Linked DNA regions of Pan troglodytes: region 1 is linked to region 2. The links are chromatin contacts, called in public Hi-C maps. All regions are on one chromosome and are shown on one strand. The core of a region is the stretch at or near the end of the contact, and the rest is flanking DNA. Distances in the headings are between cores, read along the strand shown.

Region 1 (4,724 bases), core at 318-2,817, 100 kb after region 2:
TGTTTGCAGCCTCTCTGAATAGCCATCTCAAAATAAGCCAAAGAGGTATATTTTGGGGTGAAATATTCTCGTTTCCTTTGGGGGAACACAAACATTCAACCCATAACAGAGACAGTCCCTGTCAATGTCATGTGTTAACAATCAGGAGCAAGCCAGGCGGTGGGAGGCAGCCCAGGGTGGAGCGGCAGGCCGGAGACCCGGGATTGCTGGGCTGAGATCCGGCTGGGGCATCCCTGAGAGCAGGAGGCGGCTGGACCGCGGGAGGTCAGTGCCTGCCTGGCGGGGAGCCCCAAGGGCACCTGTCTGGGCTAGCCAAGCGGAGAGCATCCGCCCCGGGGAGGAGTGCAGGCAGGACTCCCGCTGACAGGGCCTGCTTGGTAGGTGCTGGGCAAGTAATTAGAGAAGGGACAATTACCCACCACAGGTTGTTGGCTCTCGATGTAAAAGAAATTGACATGAGGCCAAAAGAGTTTTCTCAGACCAGGCTTCATTAGAGCTTATGCCTGGACATAAGGGAGGCAGCACTAGAGAGAAGAGAGAGAGAGAGAGAGTGATAGAGAGACAGAGAGAGAGAGTGACAGAGAGACAGAGAGAGAGTGAGAGACAGAGAGAGACAGAGACAGAGAAAAAGACAGAGAGAGACAGAGAAAGAGACAGAAGGACAGAGACAGAGAGAGACAGAAAGACAGTGAGAGAAAGGCAGAGAGAGCGACAGAAAGAGAGAGAGACAAAGAGAGAGAGAGACAGAGAGAGAGAGAGAGGGAGAGAGAGAGAGAATTTCCTGACTGACTCTCCAAAAAGAGCTGGTAGAGATTTTTTTATTAGACAAAGCATAGGAACTAATATCAGGGGTAGGGCGAGCAGGCTGACCCGGGCAGACCTCATAAGGGGTAGGGTGTGCAGGTCAGCATATTTGATTGCCATGGTTTTCATGGTCAGGATAACCATGACCCATTAATAATAACGGGCCACCTGGTGGTCTGGCTGGTAGCAACAAAGCTTTAAATCAATTGTTCAGAATTCCTTCCTGGGATGCGACACTGTGCAACCTTGGTTATCTCCTCAGGCCAGTTCCTGGAATTTTTTTTTTCTTTTTTTTGAGACAGGGTCTTGCTGTGTTGCCAGGCCGGAGTACAATGGCACCATCATGACTCACTGCAGACTTGACCTCCCTGGGCTCAAGTGATCCTCCCACCTCAGACTCCTGAGTAGCTGGGACTACACGTGTTTGTCACTATGCTCAGCTAATTTTTGTATTTTTTTGGAGAGACAGGGTTTTGTCATGTTGCCCAAGCAGGTCTAAAACTTACGGACTCAAGCGATCTGCCTGCCTCGCCTCTCAAAATGCTAGGATTACACATGTGAGCCACTGCGCCTGGCCAGAGTTCTTTAAGTAAGCGGCATGGTTAAACATCATGGCATCGTGGGGTAGTGGTGTGGGTTTTGTGATCCGTGGGAATGCTGTAGTGGGGTTGAGCTGAAGCCAAGTCTTATCTCTACTGTCTCAGTACTCTCACTCCAGCTATTACCGAGCAAATGGGCTTGCTGCCTGACTGCACAGAAGCCAACACTGCTGCTCCAGCTTTGAGAAAAGAAAAGCTTCATTGTGAGGCAGACCAGCAAGGAGACAGGAGGCACAGCTCAAACTTCTCTCTCCAATTTGGGGTGTGGGACACGTTTTAAGGGGTCAGAGGGCAAGGGAAAGTATTTAGGAATGTTGGCTTGGCAGGGTCTGATTGGAGGGCTTCAAATTTAACCATTTATGGTAAGGTATGATGAGGCAGATTTTAGCCCCAGATCTTCCAGGCCCATAGACTCCTTCCTTTTGAAAGGGTTCCAGTGTTCAGGTTCTGGTCATGTCCCAGTCCTGTTGGCTCTGCAGGAAGAAATCATTGGTTCCGGTGTTGTTAGAGGTCAAAGCTTTTTCTGTTGTGCCTGGACTACATGACTCGCAGTTTTGGCTTGGTTATACCTACAAGGTAACTTGACATTCTCTTATCAACAGAGTAGGCTCAGTTTGGTCTGGTTCTGTGATTACGCCACTCCTTGTATCCTTTCAAATAACCATTTCGGGCCAGGCACAGTGGCTCACATCTGTAATCCCAGCACTTTGGGAGGCCGAGGCAGGAGGATCACTTGAGGTCAGGAGTTTGAGACCAGCCTGGCTAACATACAAAAACTAGCCAGTCAAGGTTGCAGGAGCCTGTAATCCCAGCTACTCAGGAGGTTCAGGCAAGATAATCGTTTGAACCCGAAAGGCGGAGGTTGCAGTGAGCCGAGGTCGTGCCATTGCTCTCCAGCCTGGACAATGGAGCAAGACTCTGTCTCAAACAAACAAAAATAAAACAAAACAAAAAAAACCCCACCCATTTCATTACAGTTTGAGAGAGTCTGAGAGGCTGAAAGGACTGGATCCTTTCTGTGTGGGTGTTGATGTCACAGATTTGACATCATTGTCCCCGGGCCACTCTGGGGGAGCTGGCCCCTGCAGTCCCTGAGGCTGAGTCTGGGCGTGAAAGGCTTGCTTTTGGCTGGCACACTGGGACCATTGTTTTCAGCCAACAGATGAAACCCAGCTAGTTGGAAGAGGCCCATTCAACCCCCATGTTTACGCATGAGGAGCTGGGGGCCAGGGCGACAGGAAGTGGCTTGCCCATGTCAGTGGAGCTGGTGGCAGAGCATCCGCTTGGCAGAGGATGGCAGCCCACAGCCCCAGGCGATGGAGGCACCCCATTTCCAGTGTGGCTGCTTCGTGCTTGCTGTTGACTTGCAGTTTGGAACCTTGTACTGCGTGCTTCATTCGCAGGACAGAAGCTAAATCTGCGCCCTCTGCCGTCCTCTCAGAGGAAGTGCCTGTATTTGGTGAGAACGGGGGTGAGAGAGGCTCCAAGATGCCCCTTGGCAGAAATTTCCAGTAATTGGCTGGGAGGAGGCTCACCCCACCTGAGCAGGAGCAAGCGGCAGTAGGGAACACAGCGCGCACGAAATAGCAAATTTCACTGATTATTGAGAAGAAAGGAGAGGGGGTGGATTTGGTGAGCTGGAGGTGGTCTCCTCACATATCTGTTAGGATGTTTGCAGCCATGAGCAACAGGAAACCTAATTCCAATGACCTAAATAAGGAGGCTTTGTCATCCCACATCACAGGCAGCCCCAAGGCAAGGCAACTCCGGGTCAGCTACTTTAGTAGCTCGATCTGGTACCATCAAGAATCATAAATCATGGATGGGCACAGAGGCTCGTGCCTGTAATCCCAGCACTCTGGGAGGCTGAAGCGGGAGGATCACTTGAAGCCAGAAGTTGGAGGCCAGCCTGGGCAATATAGTAAGACCCTATCTCTACGAAAAAATGTGTAGAGATGTGGTGGCACATGCCTATACTCCCCCCTACTTGAGAGGCAAGGCAAGAGGATCGCTTAAGGCCAGGAGTTTGAGGCTGCAGTGAGCTATGATTATGGCACTGAAATCCAGCCTGGGTAACCGAGCAAGACCCCCACTCTCTAAAAAAAGAATCATAAATCATAACATCGCTTTGTACTCCAACAATTTATACAATTATAAAATATTGATGTACAATTTTAAAAAAACAGGAGCGAGAAAAGAGTCCTTCCCCCTCAGCCATCCTCAGCATACAGCCTGGCCCCACCTCCCATGCCTGCCAGATGGCAGCTGCAGGCCCACGCAGACTCCCAGCTCTGCGGGGAAGATTCGCTGTGAGTTTTTTTAAGAAACTATCCCCCATCGGCCAGGCGCGGTGGCTCACGCCTGTAATCCCAGCACTTTGGGAGGCCTAGGCGGGCAGATCACGAGGTCAGGAGATCGAGACCATCCTGGCTAACACGGTGAAACCTCGTCTCTACTAAAAACATAAAAAATTAGCCGGGCGTGGTGGCGGGCACCTGTAGTCCCAGCTACTCAGGAGGCTGAGGCAGGAGAATGGCGTGAACCCGGGAGGCAGAGCTTGCAGTGAGCCGAGATCGCGCCACTGCACTCCAGCCTAGGGGACAGAGCGAGACTCCGTCTAAAAAAACAAAAAAGAAAAGAAAAGAAAAAAAGAAAAAGAAACTAAGAAACTATCCCCCAGCAGATGTTCCTGTACATCTCATTGGCCAGAGCTGCATCACATGCCCATTTGTAAACCAACAATGGACAAGGGGAATGGGGCCACTGTGACTGGTTCAGCCAATCAGATTGGGCTGAGCTGGAGATGGGACTCTGGTCACCTTCCCTGAGCCTGTGGGCCAGATGGGCAAAGAAGGAAGACAAGGCTGACCGTGGAGAGCCAGCAGTGTTACAACGCCTCCCCACCTGTTTTAGAACCTGCCAAAGTCAGGGTTGGACAAAAGGGTTTCACACCCTGTTTTATTCCCTGTCAAAGCCCACACAGTATCCAGATGCTCCCCTTGTTGAAATGGGGTCTTTGGCAGTCCAGCCTCCTGGGTCTCGGTGGGCAGGGTGTCGGGAAGACACGGCCTCTGCTGGGGTGTCTGGTGACTGTTCCAGCAGGAGGGGATGGAGGGGCACCCTAACTCTATTTCAGAGCCCTTCTAGGTGTGAGATTGTGGCCCGGATGGCCTCTTACAAAAGGAAACCTGCCTTCAACTCCTTCCAGCAAAATCTCCAGGAATTTAAACAGAGGGAGGGTCTTAAGCTACAGGTGGAATTCCTCCCTGGATGGAGAAGGAGGCACATCCTCCAAAGCAGGATTCCCATCAGAGGCACTGC
Region 2 (4,858 bases), core at 277-2,776:
CTTTCAGCAATCCCCTATTTGCTACGGAAGAGTCCAGCCCCTCCACGGCACGGCCCCTGTGATCAGGCTGCCTTCCTGCCCCCCTCCTCACAAGTTGAAGGACCACTGCTCCACTCTACCCTGGGCTAGGCAGTGCTGGCTTCCCACCAACATCCAGTTTCTCCTTCTTCCTTAGTGACAGACCCCAATTTTTAGCTGCTCTTCCCGATAAAGACTACATTTCTCAGTTTCCCTTGCAGCTAGCTGTGGCCATGTGACAAGCTTCTGGCCAATGAGCTATAAATGAAAACGTTACATAGGCCCTCCAGTAAATCAGCTTAATTGCAAGCTGGCTTGGCTTAGCTTAGAGGAGTGCCCATTTGAGTCTTTCTCTTCCCTGATGCTTGGAGCTCTGATGTACTGGCTGGAGTTCCAGCAGCACTTTTGGTACATGACGTGACCTTGAGGCCAGTGCTAGAATGGTGGAGCTGAACAGCGGAGAAAGCCTGGGTCCCCTGTGGCTGCAGAGGTGTCATGACTAGCTGGACTGCCTGTCTTCAGCTTATTTTATGTGAAAAAGAAATGAACATGCCTTGCTCAAGCCACTGTCCTTTTGGACATTCTCTTGCATGCAAGCAATCCTAATCCTACCTGATACAACCATACAGCACAGATCATGTCTCCGTTCCTATGCTTTTGTGTGTGTATTCCTTCTCCCTGAAATGCCTTTCATTCCTTTCCTGGCTGTTGAAATCCTATTTACCTTTCAGGGCACAATTTTAATAACTCTTCTTCCACAAAACCTTCACCCATTCCCTGGGCATAACAACCCCTCGACACCGCTGGTTTTCCCAGCCCTCAGTTTGGCCCTCTTGTAGCACTTACCTAAATTCCAGGGCATGCACAAAGTGGCTGAAGGATGAGGATTGGGTTTCCTTCAATCTCTGGTTACCCAGAACTGGGACAGTGCTTGGCACATAGCAGGCACTAAATCAATTCCTGTTGAACACACATGCATGCACACACGCATGCACACGCATACACACACCCCACACAGGGCAGGCACCACCAGGGCAGGTACCAGGTGTCTTTCCAGGACAGACACCCTGACAGTTGTGTATGGGGTGAGGGGGCACGGGAAAAAGGAAAACAAGAAACCAAAAGAAGAGAGGGCACACCTTTCCCTTGACCCTTCCCTCACGCACAGGCATGAGCAGCCACGCCAGGCCTGGAAGCTGTGCCTCTCTCCCCCAGCTCCCCTCTCTGGCAGGCTCCCCATTCATGCCCAGTGGGCGCTCCCGTGCTGGCTGCTGGCGGGGAGAACCAGGAGGGAGGAAGGCTGTGGAGGCGCCCGGCAGAATCAGGACCCAGGAGGACCGCAGCAGAGCGGAAGTGACAGCACAGACCTGTTAATAACTCTGGGCTGGTACTGTGCTACAGGCTGGCCTCCCTCTCCTCCCTCCCACCCCCAAGGCCCCGTGGGGGCTGCAGCTATTGGTCCAGAGGGCTTGTTGGAGTTGTTGGGTGCTCGAGAGGCAGGCCGACTTGGTGGCTGAGGGCGGCGCCTAGGACACAGTTGCAGTCCTGGCGGAGCGTTTGTGGCCCATTCTCTCCAGGGCACCAGGCCTGTGGTCAGTTCCGCTGCCGGCCACCGGGTGGCAGTGCTGGTCAAGCCCTCCAGCCTCCAGAGCCGGTCTTCCCAGGCGGCGTGGATGCTTCCTGACTCACCAGCTCCGCCAGAACGACATTGTTAGGGCTGGAAGGGCTTAGCCAACATAACACGAAGACGCAATTTATGTATGATTTGAGGGTCCGATTGGAAGGGTTTTTTTGTACATCTACACACCTGTGTGACCACGATCAAGGTGCAGGACGTTTCCAGCTCCCCAGAGGCTTCCCGTGTCCCTGCCGATCACTACCTCCCAAAGGCAGCCTTGTCCTGCTTCGAACACCACGGATGGGTTTTGCCTGAACTTCCTATGAATGGCAGCACGCGGTGCTCTTTGGGTCTTCCCTTACATCAGCCTCACGGCTGTGAGGTTTATCCACGTCGTTGCAGGTAGCAGTAATTTGTTGTCATTGGCACAGTATTCCATGGCGCGCATATGTGGCAGTTTAGGTCCTGCTGATGGTTGTGGGAAGCTGGGCCGGGAGCAGCCTCTGAGACAGAGATCAGGGACAGGGCTGCTTAGGCGGCAGACCCGGGGAAGCATAGGCCTGGACTGGGTGTGCGTGGGACACTGGCCTTGGCCTCCGGGGAATGGGCCCTGCATTCCCGGGGATCTGAGCAGCTCAGCTCCCCCAGCTGAGGGTGAGGTGGACAGCAGTGGACATTCGCTTGTTTCCAGGCTGGGGCTGTTGTGCAGAGCGCTGCTGTGGGCCAGCACACTTGGTTCACGGGGGTGGCATGGCTGGGCCATGAGGCTGGCAGAGGGGTGCCTTGTGCAAAAGCTCCCAACGCTGCCCTGTTTGGCCCCTGCGCGCCCTGGCCGACCGCCCACAGCGCCCGCGGCCCTGATGTTCTGGGGCTGGTTTCTAGGCAGGGCAGCCCCTGCCCTCTGAGATTTTGGCCCGGCGGGGAACGGATGAGGGCTGGCAAGTGTCATAGGTAGGCGTCCCTGGGCCTTAATGGCAGGGACCACGAGGGACCGGGCTGCCTGACAGTGCCCCAGGTTGGGCTGGGCTCCCGGTCCCGCTGGGCCGCACGCTGGAGTGGGCGCGGGGCAGCAGTGGCTTCCTCGTGTGTCAGGCTCTTCCCGGAGCGCGGGTTGAGTCTTGAGAGATAACCTGCGTGAAGACATGTGTAGTGATGGAGCTCTGGGCAAGAGAGGCCGACTGCAACAGAGGGGTCCCAGTGAGGCTACCACCCACCCTGGGAGACGGGTGTGTGGGAGCTGCGGTATAGTGAGCCTCGGCGCCGCTCACCTCCCTCTGGGGCGCCCCTCCCGGCTTTGGGGGCTCCCGGGCCCTCGGCGCCTCCTGCAGTACTGACCGCCGCCAGCAGGGGCCGCCTCAGTCTCGGCACAGCGGAGACCGCCCCGCGCTCGAGGGCACGGGCCCGCCCGTCTCAAAGCAAAGGTTTGCAGCGGGGCTGGCGGGTGACATCTACTGCGGGGCAGCCTCCACCTGACACTCAGCAGCCAGTTAGGCCTATCTACAAATCTCCTGCTCTGTGCCCGCGCAGTCCAGTGGAGGAGATATTCCTAATTAGGGGGCACTTCCAAGGGGCGGAGTCTCCGCGGCGAGTGGCCGTGGAGGGGCGCAAGGCAGACGGTCTCCAGCCACGATACCTGGGCCAGTCCCAGCCTGTCACGTCATGCCTAGTGAGCTGAACAAGCTGCGTAACTGTCGTGTGCCTCAGTTTCCCCACGTGTATAATGGAAATGATTACAATAAACAGGACCTTTTTGAGGAGTTGCCATGAGGACTATCAGGTAAGTTCTGGACTTAGAACGGTAGCATTCCGGGCCAGGAGCGGTGGCTCACGCCTGTAATCCCAGCACTTTGGGAGGCCGAGGCGGGTGGATCACGAGGTCAGTAGATGGAGACCATCCTGGCCAACATGGTGAAACCTCATCTCTACTAAAAATACAAAAATTAACTGGGCGTCATGGAGAGCGCCACAGTCCCAGCTACTTGGGAGGCTGAGGCAGGAGAGTTGCTTGAACCTGGGAGGCAGAGGTTGCAGTGAGCCGAGATCGTGCCACTGCACTCCAGTCTGGGCCACAGAGCGAGACTCCGTCTCAAAAACAACAACAACAACAACAACAACAACAACAACAACAAAAACGGTAGCATTCTGCAGGGGAGGAAAAGTACAAAAGTAAAATCTTTCCCCACCCATTGCTCGGTTCATGGCTAGGACACCTATAACAAAAGACAGGTCAACAAGAGAAAAGCACACAAATTTATTTCATGTAAATTTTACATGACACAGGGGCCTTTGGAAATGAAGACCCAAAGAAATGGGGACATGTATTTTTATGTGTTGGTTTCATGAAGAGTGGGCATCGTGGAGAAGTGATTGGCTAAAGGGGAAGGGGTAATAAACCGGGGAGAGTCGGCCAGCCTGTTCAGATTCTTCTCTCTGTCCCTGTGTCTTCAGAGGTAAGGATGGGTCTTATGGCCTCATGGCCCTACTTCAGGGGATTCGGGCAAAGGGAAGGTGAGCGAGGCCTTCCTGCTTCTGCTGTTTTCTTAAATGCCAAAGTGCCATATTTTGGGGTGGCATGTCCTGAACCCTGGCAGTTTGTTCAATAAACAAACACAGAGTGTGTGGCGGGTATGCCTGTACCCTGGATGGGAGGCTTTAGGCAGGCTTTAGCTCCTCAGAATGACCTCCTCTGCCCCCCAGCTGCCTCATGGCCCAAGGTCCCACTGATGCAACTATACCACCCCAGCCTGCTGGCTTTGGGTGGCCTGAGGGCCATAGCTTGCCAGGTAATTTTCCAGACAGTCTGAGGCTCAGAGTTGACTTCCCTGATAAGATGCCATACATACCTCTCATGAGAGTGTGATTTATTAACAAGATGCATGGCTGCAGCGCTCTGGGGAACCACCCAAGGCAGCCTGCACTAAGGTGGAGACGTACCTGGCACTAGCCATCCCTTAGCCGAGCAGTCACTGATTGTGGCCTTGATCTGGGGTTGAGGGTCAGGGCACTCACAAGGCTCCAAACCCACCAGGCCCTTGCCCCCGAAAGTGGGGTCCACTTGGCCAGGTGCGGTGGCTCATGCCTGTAATCTCAGCACCTGGGGATGCCAAGATGGGGGGACTGCTTGAGGCCAGAAGTTTGAGACCAGCCTGGGCCACATAGCTAGACCTGTCTTCACAATATCAGAAATATTAGCTGAGCATGGTGGAGTGCAGCTGTGATCCC

What was found. A called contact is a pair of places that touch in the nucleus more often than the background predicts.
Region 1: a contact with region 2 is called in a Hi-C map of stem cell-derived neural progenitor cells, with 2.4 times the contacts expected there. The contact joins the enhancer-like site here to the promoter of NEURL3 in region 2. A contact is called at or near these places in 2 of 7 Hi-C or Micro-C datasets (blood and stem cell-derived neural progenitor cells).

Annotation. Positions count from the first base shown.
Region 1 is chr12:26,661,879-26,666,602 of NHGRI_mPanTro3-v2.0_pri, forward strand. No RefSeq gene overlaps it. Among named protein-coding and RNA genes, the nearest start is that of NCAPH, 72 kb to the right of the region's middle. Within about 2 kb of position 1,568, at least 10 of the 24 cell types and tissues checked have an H3K27ac peak or open chromatin away from gene starts, as enhancers often do. A contact at or near this core is called in stem cell-derived neural progenitor cells, where this site is marked.
Region 2 is chr12:26,561,916-26,566,773 of NHGRI_mPanTro3-v2.0_pri, forward strand. It overlaps NEURL3 (neuralized E3 ubiquitin protein ligase 3), which reads left to right and starts at 1,527. Exons shown (of 4, transcript XM_016948975.4): 1 at 1,527-2,038. The coding sequence starts at 1,963.